Regions from separate parts of the Sus scrofa genome. Here all the other regions are linked to region 1. The links are chromatin contacts, called in public Hi-C, HiChIP or PLAC-seq and promoter capture Hi-C maps. All regions are on one chromosome and are shown on one strand. The core of a region is the stretch at or near the end of the contact, and the rest is flanking DNA. Distances in the headings are between cores, read along the strand shown. Region 1 holds the start of TTLL5 (tubulin polyglutamylase TTLL5). Region 2 holds the start of NEK9 (serine/threonine-protein kinase Nek9). Region 3 holds the start of GPATCH2L (G-patch domain containing 2 like). Region 4 holds the start of TMED10 (transmembrane emp24 domain-containing protein 10).

Region 1 (2,762 bases), core at 141-2,640:
GAATGGTCCTATACTACCCAGCTGAGACAGATATTAAAGTCAGCAATGGCTCAAGACACTGGGAAAGACCAAAAAACAATCTAAGAGCTCTAAAGAAGAAAGGGTCAATGGACGAATCGCTAGGTGAAAATAGGTCCCCAAAGTGGACTCTGTCGAAGTCCAGAGAGAATGGGGCTCTCCTGGAATCACATGTAGTTACAGCATGGGAAAAAATATGCACCACCACCTCCCCTTCAACAGGAGACTCAGGTTCTCTCCTCTCAGGGTCAGAAAAGTTGTGTGGATGGCCCGCCTCTTTGCCACAACTTATGCCCATTTCACAGAAGCTCTTAGAAACCCCAGCAGATACCTGATGAAGGCAGGACCCAAATACTCTTCTGAAGTGCTCTTCCAACCGCTCAGCACGAGTTCCCTAAAGCTTTTGAGGCCTCCTAGAGTATCCAGCATCTGTTCTTAAATTTTGCCCTGGTGCAGACCAGCAAAAGTGTGGTGTTTACCAGAGTCGGGAGTGAAAGGTTCCTTTCCTGGCCCTACCATTTAGCAGCTGTGTGACCGTGGGCAAGTAATTTACACTTTACAGCCTAGGTTTCCTCACCTGCAAAATGGAGATTAAAAATACCTACGTCCAAGGTTATCACAACAATTACATGAGAAAGTAAAGGTTCCCTGCGCTGTGCTAGGCTCATAGTGGCCGTTCAATGGTTCATCCACTCATGCCTTCTGTACCTACCAAGACTTCATCTTTCCAACTCCCTCTTTTCTTGGTCTCTGAAACCTCTTTCCCCCCAGAAGATTGCCTCCCAGGTGTATTCCTTCTATCCCACTCCCATTTTTCCGGACTCTACGGATCCTCTCAGATGCCACAAAGATGTCTACCTCTCCTCCCCCACATTCACCTTACCTGGAGAAATGTGGCCCTAGTACTGCAGCTGCAGCAGCAGCAGCAGCAGCAGCAGCAGCAAAGGATATTCCCCAGGGCAGCTCCAACACCGATTCCACCGGAGCCACTTGTCCCCGCCCCCACCTTCAGCCCGGCTCCAGGATTGGGTCGTTTCCATCAGTACTTGCTCTGATTGGCTGTTCTGGTTCTGCTCTAGCAGGAGATGGGGCGTGATCCTCTTTACTGCCAATCAGCGGTTGTCGCTGCCCAAGCCTCACCCCCGGTTATGCTGCTGAAGCAGTGAACCATCCTATTGAGCGTGGCGAAAGAGCCCCGGGTTCTGAGTCAATCCTTTAGGGGCGGAGGGAAAAAGAGCGGAAAAAAGAAGTCCTCTGCGGCGATCAAGGCTCTGCGCTTGCGCTGTACAGTAGTGACGACAATTGCCCGCGCCCGAAGCCGAGGGCTGTCCGCGCCGGGTAGCGGGCGCCTGCGCAGTGGCTCCGAGCGGGCGGTTGCTGGTTGGTTGTTGTAGTAACCGGGGAAGCTGCTGTCGGCGGCTGCCTTGAGCCCGGCTGGGGAAGAAGGAGGGTGGCAGGCGCAGAGCGCTGTCCCAGCCTGCCCGCCCCGAGCCATGGGAAGATGAAACAGGTAAATGTCTGCGCCAGCGCACTCCCCTGCCGGAGGGAGGTGCACTCCCGGGTCTGGGCGGGCGCAGGTCGGCTGCACTTCCCTCGCAGAGTCCGGGAGCAGCTGTTGGCTTCCGGGCGCGCTGGGCTGAATCCCTGCGGCGGAGTAGCCTGCGTCCTTCCCGTGTGGGAGCGCCTGAGGACCTATCTGGGATTGGGGTGAGTCGGAGGAGGGGCTGAGGGGCTGATCCCTTTCGGGCGAGGACGCTCCTTAGGCGAGTGTCCTTAATCTTCTTCAGATTGCCCTGTCTCTCCCTGCTCTCCTGGCAGCCTAGGACAGGTCGGCATCCCTTCCACGCTTGGAGGTCTAGTTTGTTTTGTTTTAATTTAAGGGACTTACCAGTATTTAGAGAAATACTGAGAAATCCTGTTGGGGATTCTCGGAAGAACGCCTTTGAGGTTGTTAGACATTGCCCATTTCGCTGAAGATGTGTAGGGATCATTGTCGGGATTGGCATTTTTTGCCCTGTTTACGTTCTTATCACATATATTAATGCATAGGAAAATAACGTTTGGAAAGATTGATATTAAATGGTTTTCCTTGAGTAATGGGATTATGGCCATTCAAACATTTTCATTTTCTTTATCTGTAATTTTATTACATTCTCAAACACACAGTGAACGTGTGTCTTTTCCCCATTTAAAATATTTTAAGTTAGGAATATACTGATTTTAATGTCTGTTTGATATTCAGACCATAATTTGTGATTTTTAGTAAGGGAGAATAATTTTTGATAGTGTTTGGAAGGATAGTTTTTTTTTTCTTTTTTTCCTCAGCTGTTTATGACCTTGATTGAGCAGAATGTATTCATTCTTTGGTTTAGCTATTGAATTTGTTTTAGCAGAAACATGAGGCTGTTTTACCTGTACTTGTCATGGAGCCTAAGGAAATAATTTGCAAGGATCTTAAAACTTGCCTTTTTATTTTTAACCCAGGTTAGGTTTTTCTAGCAAGGAATCTATGTTTTTAGGCTATCAGCCACCTACCTCAGACTTAACTAAAAGTAAAGTAAGTCTATCCTTTTGGTGCACGTTAGATTTAGTGTGTAAAATAAAAGTGAGAAACTCAAACTTAATAGCAGCTCTTCAGATACATAGAGGACAGACAGTATGTTTGAAAAAAAATCTTGATTTGTGCGGCATATGTGAGGCTCTGTGAAAGAAGGTAAGCTTCTAGAGATTGGGCCCTATTTAGG
Region 2 (2,762 bases), core at 175-2,674, 500 kb before region 1:
CTTTAACTATAAAATAGGAATATTAATGCTCATCTCTTCTTTCTCATAGTGCATTTGGAAAACCGAATTTTAACAGTAACTCTATATATTAATTTTGCAACCACTTCTCTCCTCCTCCATCTTTTAGCCTTAAAAGTATGCTAGCTTGGAACACAAAACAGCACTGCAGATAATCATCTTCAGCAACCCCATAAGGTTCTGATTGATGCTTAACTATTCCAAGACTACAGTTTTAAGCCTTTAGTGATCAAATCGAGTTTATGGTTAGCTTTTGGAAGGAGAGTCACCACTACAGGGTTTTAATCAGTACACATTCTGAATCTGAGGATCAATAATCCACGAATCTCTTCAATGGATGTGTATATGTGTAATAATGGATTGGTGGGAGGCAATGTTTACATTAGATTCTCAAAGAAGTCCTTATCCCTGGCAAAGTTAAGAACTAATGGCTTAGAATACACCAAAAAAAAAAAAAAAAAAAAAAAAAAATCCCATGCATAAACGCTGCTGGATGAGGAAGAAACCGACACAAGACAATCTTCCCAGCGACATTCGAGAAAAATCTCGAACTCAATGTTCACATCTAAACTCAAAGCTATGGCAAAGATAGCGGGGTTGACATGGATGTGGGAAATTTGAAGCTATCCCCTCCTCTCCACCCCGACCTTGGAGAGCTGTACAGAATGAGAGGGGAAGGAAGTTTTGACGAGATCTAACACTCGTATACCATTTTAATATACAATTTGGAAAGAATCCCCGTTCGATTCTCAAAACAACCTTAAAAAAATAAACATTACTTTTAAGGCAGATAGTTACCACTAACTCCAACTTACAGATGGGGAAACTAAGGCTTAGAGAAGGTTCAATGACTTGCGTTTAAGAAAAAAAAAAAATGACCAGTTAGTAAAACCAGCGATCCAACCAACTCTGAGGGCAAGTGAGGTGGCCGAGTGGTGAGGACCCCGAGACACATAACTGCGGGCGCCCTGACACTAAGTAAGGACGAGGCGCGGGGAGAGCCGGGCCGCGCAGGCGGGACGGGGGCGGCTACCTCGGTGCGGCGGTACAGCGTGGCTTCCCCGAAGGCGCCGCGTCCCAGGACGCGGATGGGGATGTAGTGCAGCTCCTCCTGCTCCGCCGCGCCGCCGCCGGCTCGCGGCCCCGGACCCGCGTTGGGCCCCGGGCCCGCGTCCCCGCCACCCCCCGACTCGCTCCCAAAGTCCGAGTTGAGGGAATCGCAGTGTCGCTCGTACTCGCCCAGCACCGACATGGCGGCGGCGGCGGCGGCGGCGGGACCGGCCTGCGTGTCCCCGGCGGTGCTGGCGGCGCTGCGCCGCTCCCGCTTCAGACACCGACCCGCGGCTTCGCCAGCCCCGCCACCCCGCGAGGCTCCATGGTGGCTCCTTCCCCCCTGACCCGGAAGCAGCTGCGGGTGCTTCCGGCCCGGCGGGGGTTTCCTCCGCCTTCGCCCGCCAGCTCGCTTAGCCTCGGGGCCAAGACTTCTCTCCTTCCCGGTTGTGAGGAAAACGAGGCCTCGGGCGGAGTTGGTAGCACTTCGTGGGGGCTGCATGGAGCCAAAGGGCTCTGGCAGGGGCAGGGACATCACCGACCGGTCTAAAGACCCCTCGGCTGAGCCCTGGCCAGGTCCCCAGACAGTTTTGAGGTGCAAAGGTTGTTCAGTCTCATCTTGGCCACAGACCTATTTCAACGGCAGTGGCTGGGGAAGCAGTCTCTTTCAACGTCAGATAGCGCCCTTTGTTTAGAAAGAGGTTATAGTAAAGACACACGAAGAGTAAAGATAAGCAGAAATACTTGCCCCCCCACCCCCACCCCACCCTGTCATCTCAGTCAGTGCACCGGTTACTTCTTCCAGAACTACCCTGGGTCCTTCCCTTTTCCACACAATTCTAGGTGTTTTAAGTCAACTATCATGACAATCTCCCCCTCTTTTTCAGATTTCACATTCTTCCATGTCTTTAAAAATCTTTGCCCATCTAGTCCCGCGATTCTTCGAACACCAGGTGCAAGATACTGCATTTGGAGGTGGGGATCTGCAAAGAGATGCTTCCTGCTCTCAAGTCACTAAGAAAATTGTGATAGAGTGGAAACATGTTCCATCCGTTTTGTGACCGTGGGCAAGTTACATCTCCAAGGTTGTCTTTCAGTCGTAAAGTTGTGGGACTATGAGGTTGTCTTTCAATTGTAAGGTTGTGGCAATATGACCTACAGAGGTAACAGCTAACATTTATTATGTTCCTGGCACTATGCTAAAGGTTTTTGTTGTTGTTGTTGTTGTTTTTGTTTTTGCCATTTCTTGGGCTGCTCCCGTGGCATATGGAGGTTCCCAGGCTTGGGGTTCAATCTGAGCTGCAGCCGCTGGCCTACGTCAGAGCCACAGCAACGCGGGATCCGAACCGAGTCTGTAACCTACACCACAGCTCACGGCAAAGCCGGATCCTTGACCCACTGAGCAAGGCCAGGGATCGAACCCAAAACCTCATGGTTCCTAGTCTGATTCGTTAACCACTGAGCCACGACGGGAACTCTGCTAAAGGTTTTCTTTTCATGTATCATCCCATTTAATCCTCGTAGCATACAGAAGGAACTGAGAGGGGTTAAGTAACCTGCTGTGTTACACAGCTAGTGAGGGAGCCAAAGCCAGCAACATGGCAGTGGAAAATTGGAGATTTTTAAGCAGGGGAGTGTATTATTTTTGTGACTATATGTCCCGGTTTGCTGGGGCAAGTCACAATTTGTACCTT
Region 3 (2,762 bases), core at 121-2,620, 500 kb after region 1:
CCTCCAGAATGCTACAAAGATGAATTTAGCTGTATTTAACATTTTTGTGTTCATTTCCATTTTTTTAAAAGAATAAAATTTGTAGAGGTAGAATTTGTGGGTCAAATGGCATGTGCATATTTAAAAATAAAACTTTTTATTTCAGAATAATTTTTGGTTTACAGAAATATTTTGAAGGCACTATAGGCAGTTCCTGTATACTCCACACTGTTTCCTCTATTATTAACATCTCACATTAGTATAGCACATTTGTCACAGTTCCAATGATCCAATGTTGAGATAACATTAACAAAAGTCCAGATTTCTTTATTTTTATTAATGTCCTTTTTCTATTCCAGTTATCCCATCAGGATATCTCATTACATTTAGTTGTCATGTCTCTTTAGACTCCTCTTGGCTGTGACAGTTTCTGAGACTTTCCTTATCTTTGAAAATTTTGACAATTATGAGAAATGCTGGTTAGACATTTTGTAGACGGTCCCTTACTTGGGAGTTGTCCATTTCTCCCTTTATGATTTGATTGGGGTTGTGACCTGTGGAAGGAAAGTACGGTAGAGATAAAATGCCATTCTCCTTCATATGGGATCTAGTCCACATACTATCGACATGTTTTATCACTGTTTATGTGAACCTTGATCACCCAGCTGAAGTAGTGCTTATCTAGTTTCTCCACTATAAAGTTACTCCCCTCTCCCCTTTCCATATTGTACTCATCGGAAGGAAGTCATTGCAGAGTCCACATTTAGAATCGTGAATTATGCATGCCTGGAGGAGTATCTATATAAATTTCTCGGAATTCTGCACCAGATATTTATCTCTTCTTACCCATTTATAAATTTATTTGTATCAATAATTGACATATCAGTTTGGCCTATGGATATTACTTTTATATTTCAAGTTATAATCCAAGACTATTTTACTCGCTTTGTTACTCAAGGCAAGTGTGTTTTTAGTAGTCTGAGTAACTCACTATAACGCTACCCCGCCAAAGGGGATACAACCCGAAGGGTTCCCTAACTTCAGGCACCTTTTATAAAGTAGATAGGCGAGCAAGGGCGAGGCCGATACCTCTCTCCAGCGTCCAATTTCCTGACGCCCTCAAGGTAGATGAAGCCTGCCAGGGTAGGCCCTTCCCCAAGACCGTCACCTCCACCCCATAGGCACCCCATGAATTGCCTGCCCCCTGACCGCCTCCCCTCCTTGCGCCTTGCCTTTCTTCCGGGTTCCTTGCCCCACCCCCACCCTCGTGGGGCGGAAGTGGGCGCGGCCGCGGGCAGGAAACGCTCGACAGGGGCGGGCCCTCTCGCGCAGACAGCCCCTCCCATTCTACCCCCGTCCCACCCCTCCGGCCCAGACCGGAAATGAGGTCAGAGAGGGAAGCCCCGGCGGGGAGACTCGGCCCCAAAAGCGGCGGCCGTTGGAGGTGGCTGCGGCAACCGGTGAGGGGGAGGGGAGGTGTGGGGGTCGGGGCCCAGGAGGCCGGGGCCAGCGAGGATCCCGGCTCAGGGCCGCTGCTGAGTGTCCAGAGGCGCCGCGGAGCCGCGGAGGCCGGCGGGAGGGGCGAGGGTGACGGAGCCTTGTTTTTCAGGGCCCATCTCGGGAGATGAAGGTCGGGCCATCTCCGGGGCGACAGTCACCTTCTCTCTTCTTTGCTTTCTGGCCCTTTGGGGCTGGCGACAGCGAAAGGGTTTGTTGCCCCGAGCTGCAGTCCCCCTCGTCCTTGGGAGCGGGCCAGGGCGTGGGGGGTAGTCCTTCGAAACACGCTTTTTCTCACGTACGTGGCCATGTTGCGACCCCTGAGCCCCGAGGGACCCTAGTCGTCAGGATTTGCATTTTGTCAGTTTCTGCCCTAGAAGGGCTGACCCCCTGACCCGGGTCAGTCCAAAAGAGAAGTTGCCTCCTACGCTCCCTCCCCCAATCCCGTCTCCCTCTCCGACCCTGGCCCGGCCTCTCATTTTACTTCTACTAGTTTCGAGATCCTTCCTTTGCGGCGGAGAAAACAGCCTTTTCTGCTTGCCTGTCTCGGGGGTCTTATCGGACTGTGCATCCAGGGAGGGCTGGGAGTTCCAGGGTTCTTCTGTTACTGCTCTAATTGCAGCCTTTGAGGCAAGCATTCTCCTGCACAGGCATTTGATTGGCAAGTTGTTCGGTAACTTAGTTCCAAGTTGAAGTTTGTACACTTCTGCCTGTGGTTTTTAAAGCAGTAGTTCTTTTCAGGGAAATAGATTTAGATAAGTGCGCCCCCACTTATATAGCTTGGTTTTAGGGACAGTTGTTCGCCAAACCCCAGTCATGGAGATTTAAACTACTTATTGCTTAAAGAGACTTGGTCATTTTATGAGTGTGGCTTTTTACACTGAGAAGTTTCGTTTGGTTGGTGGTTTTGGAGCTAGGTGCCCTTATTGCTCCTTCTGCCTTTGAATTGGTTGGCATGAAAATAGATTTTTAGGAAGTCCTTTGCAAAATGTAAACCGTTGAAAGGTAAATACGGTCTGAGAGTGGTGCCACAGAGTTTTAAACTCAAATTATGATCTTGAAATACATTGGACTTAAGGGCTAAGGAAAAAGAGCTAATTTAAAATGTATTTAATTAGATGTATGAAATATATTAGACATTTCCTTTTAAGAGGGCATATTGAAAATCACTCCTCCTCCTCTCAGGATCTGGAAGGTTTGCCTGTGAAGTGATCCCTGAAGTATGATGGTTTGACAAGAATAAGTTGAAAAATAGGAAGTTTTGGAAAGCTGTTAGCTGGACATTG
Region 4 (2,762 bases), core at 77-2,576, 460 kb before region 1:
GATCCAGCTGTTGTCACTACAGTGGCTCTGTTACAGCTTTGTCTGGAGGGTTTGATCCCTGGCCCAGAAACTTCCACATGCCCCAGCAGGCCAAACAAACAAAACCCCCACATGCTTACTGCAAATGAATAAAACCACCTAAAACAAAACCCAATCTTAAGAGATATCAAATCATGTTAAGGTTTCAAAGAGGAGGCCTGGTCATTCTAACTGCAATATGGGACCAAAGTGACATAATTGGTAATAGCTGTCCAAGAGTATAGTTAAAATTTACACAAAACTTGGCCAAGTCCAGATTCTGGGGTACGGGAAAGAAAAGTACAAGAGACTGAGACCATTTCGTGACCAATAATGGACTTGAATCAATCACAGGAATTACAAATAAAAGGCAAGGAGAGTCTAAGATTGCAGCACTTTTCCGTCACTTTACTCAACTCCTAAACTAAGAATCACCAGTTTGTTCTCCAACTTCTGAGCCTCAATTGTGTAAAATGAGGTCAATAGTACCTACTACACAGGGTAATGTACGAACTAAATGTATGTACAGTACAGAACCTGACACACGGCTAATGCTCAAGAAATAACAGCTTTTACTATTCACAGCTCGCTTAAATGCTTCCATTATTTTCCTGCAGGTATCAATGTGTCTTAGGATGCTGGTCCCCACAAACACTCGGCATCCATAGATTTCTTTGGAGAACCAAGTTACAGTTCAAGGTACTTAAGACCAAAACAGGTATAGGGCCACGACAACGACCCAAAGTCGAAGCCACTGCAGCTCAACTGTCACCACATCCGCCAAGGCCTGGCGGCCCTTCAATGGGTTCCCGGCTTTGGCGCCCAGCCCCGCCCAGCGAACGCCAACGAGGAGGATGAGGGGGCGGTCTCGGCGGCTCGCCCCGAGCGCTCGGGGAGGCCAGGCCGCCCTCCAGACCTCAATCTGCAAGACTCCCCAGGTTCTCCGCCACCGCGCCGACGCCTGTGGTGTATCCTCCCCGCCCCTCGCCCCCGACGGTCGCACCTTGAGGTGGGTGCGCGGGCCGCCAGCGCCCCCAGACTGGTCGGTGATCTCGTACGCGCCCGTCACCAGCAGGTCCTTGTGGATCTCCTCGCGGAGGCACTTGCGGGAATTAACGGGCAGATGGAAGGAGATCGTGAGGACGGAGCTGGGGCCGAGCAGGAATAAAAGCAGCAACGCTAGCGGGCAAGGGCCACGCAGGGCTTGTGGATCAGACAAGCCAGACATGGTGCCGGAGACTGTTCACCACCGTGGGCCTGTATCGCGCCGGAACCGGGAGGGCCCACGTAACTCACCTCTGACCTTTCAATACTGCCGGCGCCATTTTGGAGGCTGGCAAATAGATTAAAAATGTACAGTAAGTCTTTTAAAGGGAAGTGGGGATATGATAACATATCGTACTCACAGATTAACGTGGTTAAATGAGATTTCCCAGACGTTTCCCCGAAAAGTTTCGTTTTTGTTAAGCTCAGTCAGCCATAGCAAGTATGGGCAGCCCTGGAAGTAATTCTCCTTTAAATTCCGGAAGTAGTGCCCTGAAGTTTTAATGGTCTGTGATACCATAGCAACTAAGCCCCAATAGGAAACAGCCACAATGCCAATTGCTGGGCCCGCCTTCCGACCTCCGGAGAGCACCCGGAGGGGGCGGAGATGCAGGCAGAGTAGGTGCCGTCCCAGTGACGTGGTGACCGTTGGGACTTTGAGCGCTCGAGAGGAAGACCTCAAGAGGCCGAGGAAAATTTGCAATCTGGCTATTAAGCGAGCAGGAGCCAGAACCTCAGAGAAGGAGTAGAGGTCGCCTGGTGAATGTGAGCTGGAACCGTCCAGTTCATGCCCCTGAGCTGGGGTATTTGGGCTGGAGTAACTGATTTCTGAATATGCATCTTATGTAACAGACATTAAGCACCTACTATGCTAGGTGGTATTCAAACTAAATTTGGATTCTGTATTTAAATTGAATAAAACACGCTTTTAGTCCAGTGTTGGAGATGGACCTAATGTGTTTTACCAGATAAGCATTGTCCAGGGAAGCCAAGTATTGATGTGTTTTAAATGTTTAAAACACTTTAGGGATCAAATTGGCAAGTCCGTAGTAAGGAAACCTACATGGTAATCATGCATGCTTTTGTTTAACAAATATTTATTGACTACCTACTATGTGCCAGACACTATCCCATGCATGCCTACTGACATGTTTATTGAGTCAACAAACCATTAGGGGGATGCTATAAAATATTCAGAGCTGAAGAAAGTAGGAAGTTGAAAAAGTACTCATCAGCCTATGTTTAGAATTATCTACTTTGATTCATGTTTATTGAGCATCTACAGAAATACCAAGAAGATGGACTGTATGCTTTTAACAAATTAAACAGTTGTTCTGTGTTTATAACTCCTTTCAGACTATTTCCTGGAACTGAAATCCCACAAACAAAACAAGAACAAACAAAAGAGCTGTAAAGCATTTTAAAATTTGACAAATGTCATATAATAATTATTTTATGAGGTGTCCACTTAGGAACATTTAGTTTGACTATTTTATCCCTCATCTAAGATACCGATGGTAATTTATTCAGAACACCCTGGTAATTTGCATTGGCCATTAGCTTTTTCCCTGGGGAGGGTGGGGGGAGGATCAATACCAAGCAGTTATCTAATTCCCTGTTTACTCTCAGTCCTGAGGCTTTGCCGACCATCAGCAAGAGATTTGCAAACCCATGAAATACCTGTGTGGTTTTTACCTTTA

Evidence for each region. Promoter capture Hi-C pulls out the DNA fragments that hold promoters and counts their contacts. A called contact is a pair of places that touch in the nucleus more often than the background predicts. HiChIP or PLAC-seq counts read pairs in DNA pulled down with a chosen protein or histone mark.
Region 2: a contact with region 1 is called in a promoter capture Hi-C map of fetal liver, with 2.3 times the contacts expected there. The contact joins the promoter of NEK9 here to the promoter of TTLL5 in region 1. A contact is called at or near these places in 1 of 5 promoter capture datasets (fetal liver), 1 of 47 Hi-C or Micro-C datasets (mesenteric adipose tissue) and 1 of 2 datasets of contacts at active chromatin or transcription factors (alveolar macrophages).
Region 3: a Hi-C map of liver shows a contact between it and region 1, with 6 times the contacts expected there. The contact joins the promoter of GPATCH2L here to the promoter of TTLL5 in region 1. A contact is called at or near these places in 1 of 5 promoter capture datasets (fetal liver) and 2 of 47 Hi-C or Micro-C datasets (liver and skeletal muscle).
Region 4: a contact with region 1 is called in an H3K27ac HiChIP or PLAC-seq map of alveolar macrophages. The contact joins the promoter of TMED10 here to the promoter of TTLL5 in region 1. A contact is called at or near these places in 1 of 47 Hi-C or Micro-C datasets (heart right ventricle) and 1 of 2 datasets of contacts at active chromatin or transcription factors (alveolar macrophages).

The regions. Positions count from the first base shown.
Region 1 is chr7:98,820,948-98,823,709 of Sscrofa11.1, forward strand. It overlaps TTLL5 (tubulin polyglutamylase TTLL5), which reads left to right and starts at 1,391. Exons shown (of 32, transcript XM_021099539.1): 1 at 1,391-1,528. It also overlaps a transcript of C7H14orf1 not described here.
Region 2 is chr7:98,320,648-98,323,409 of Sscrofa11.1, forward strand. It overlaps NEK9 (serine/threonine-protein kinase Nek9), which reads right to left and starts at 1,425. Exons shown (of 22, transcript XM_003356752.4): 1 at 1,052-1,425. The coding sequence starts at 1,270.
Region 3 is chr7:99,324,212-99,326,973 of Sscrofa11.1, forward strand. It overlaps GPATCH2L (G-patch domain containing 2 like), which reads left to right and starts at 1,371. Exons shown (of 10, transcript NM_001243404.1): 1 at 1,371-1,439.
Region 4 is chr7:98,361,326-98,364,087 of Sscrofa11.1, forward strand. TMED10 (transmembrane emp24 domain-containing protein 10) reads right to left here and starts at 1,327. Exons shown (of 5, transcript XM_001926711.5): 1 at 1,022-1,327. The coding sequence starts at 1,246.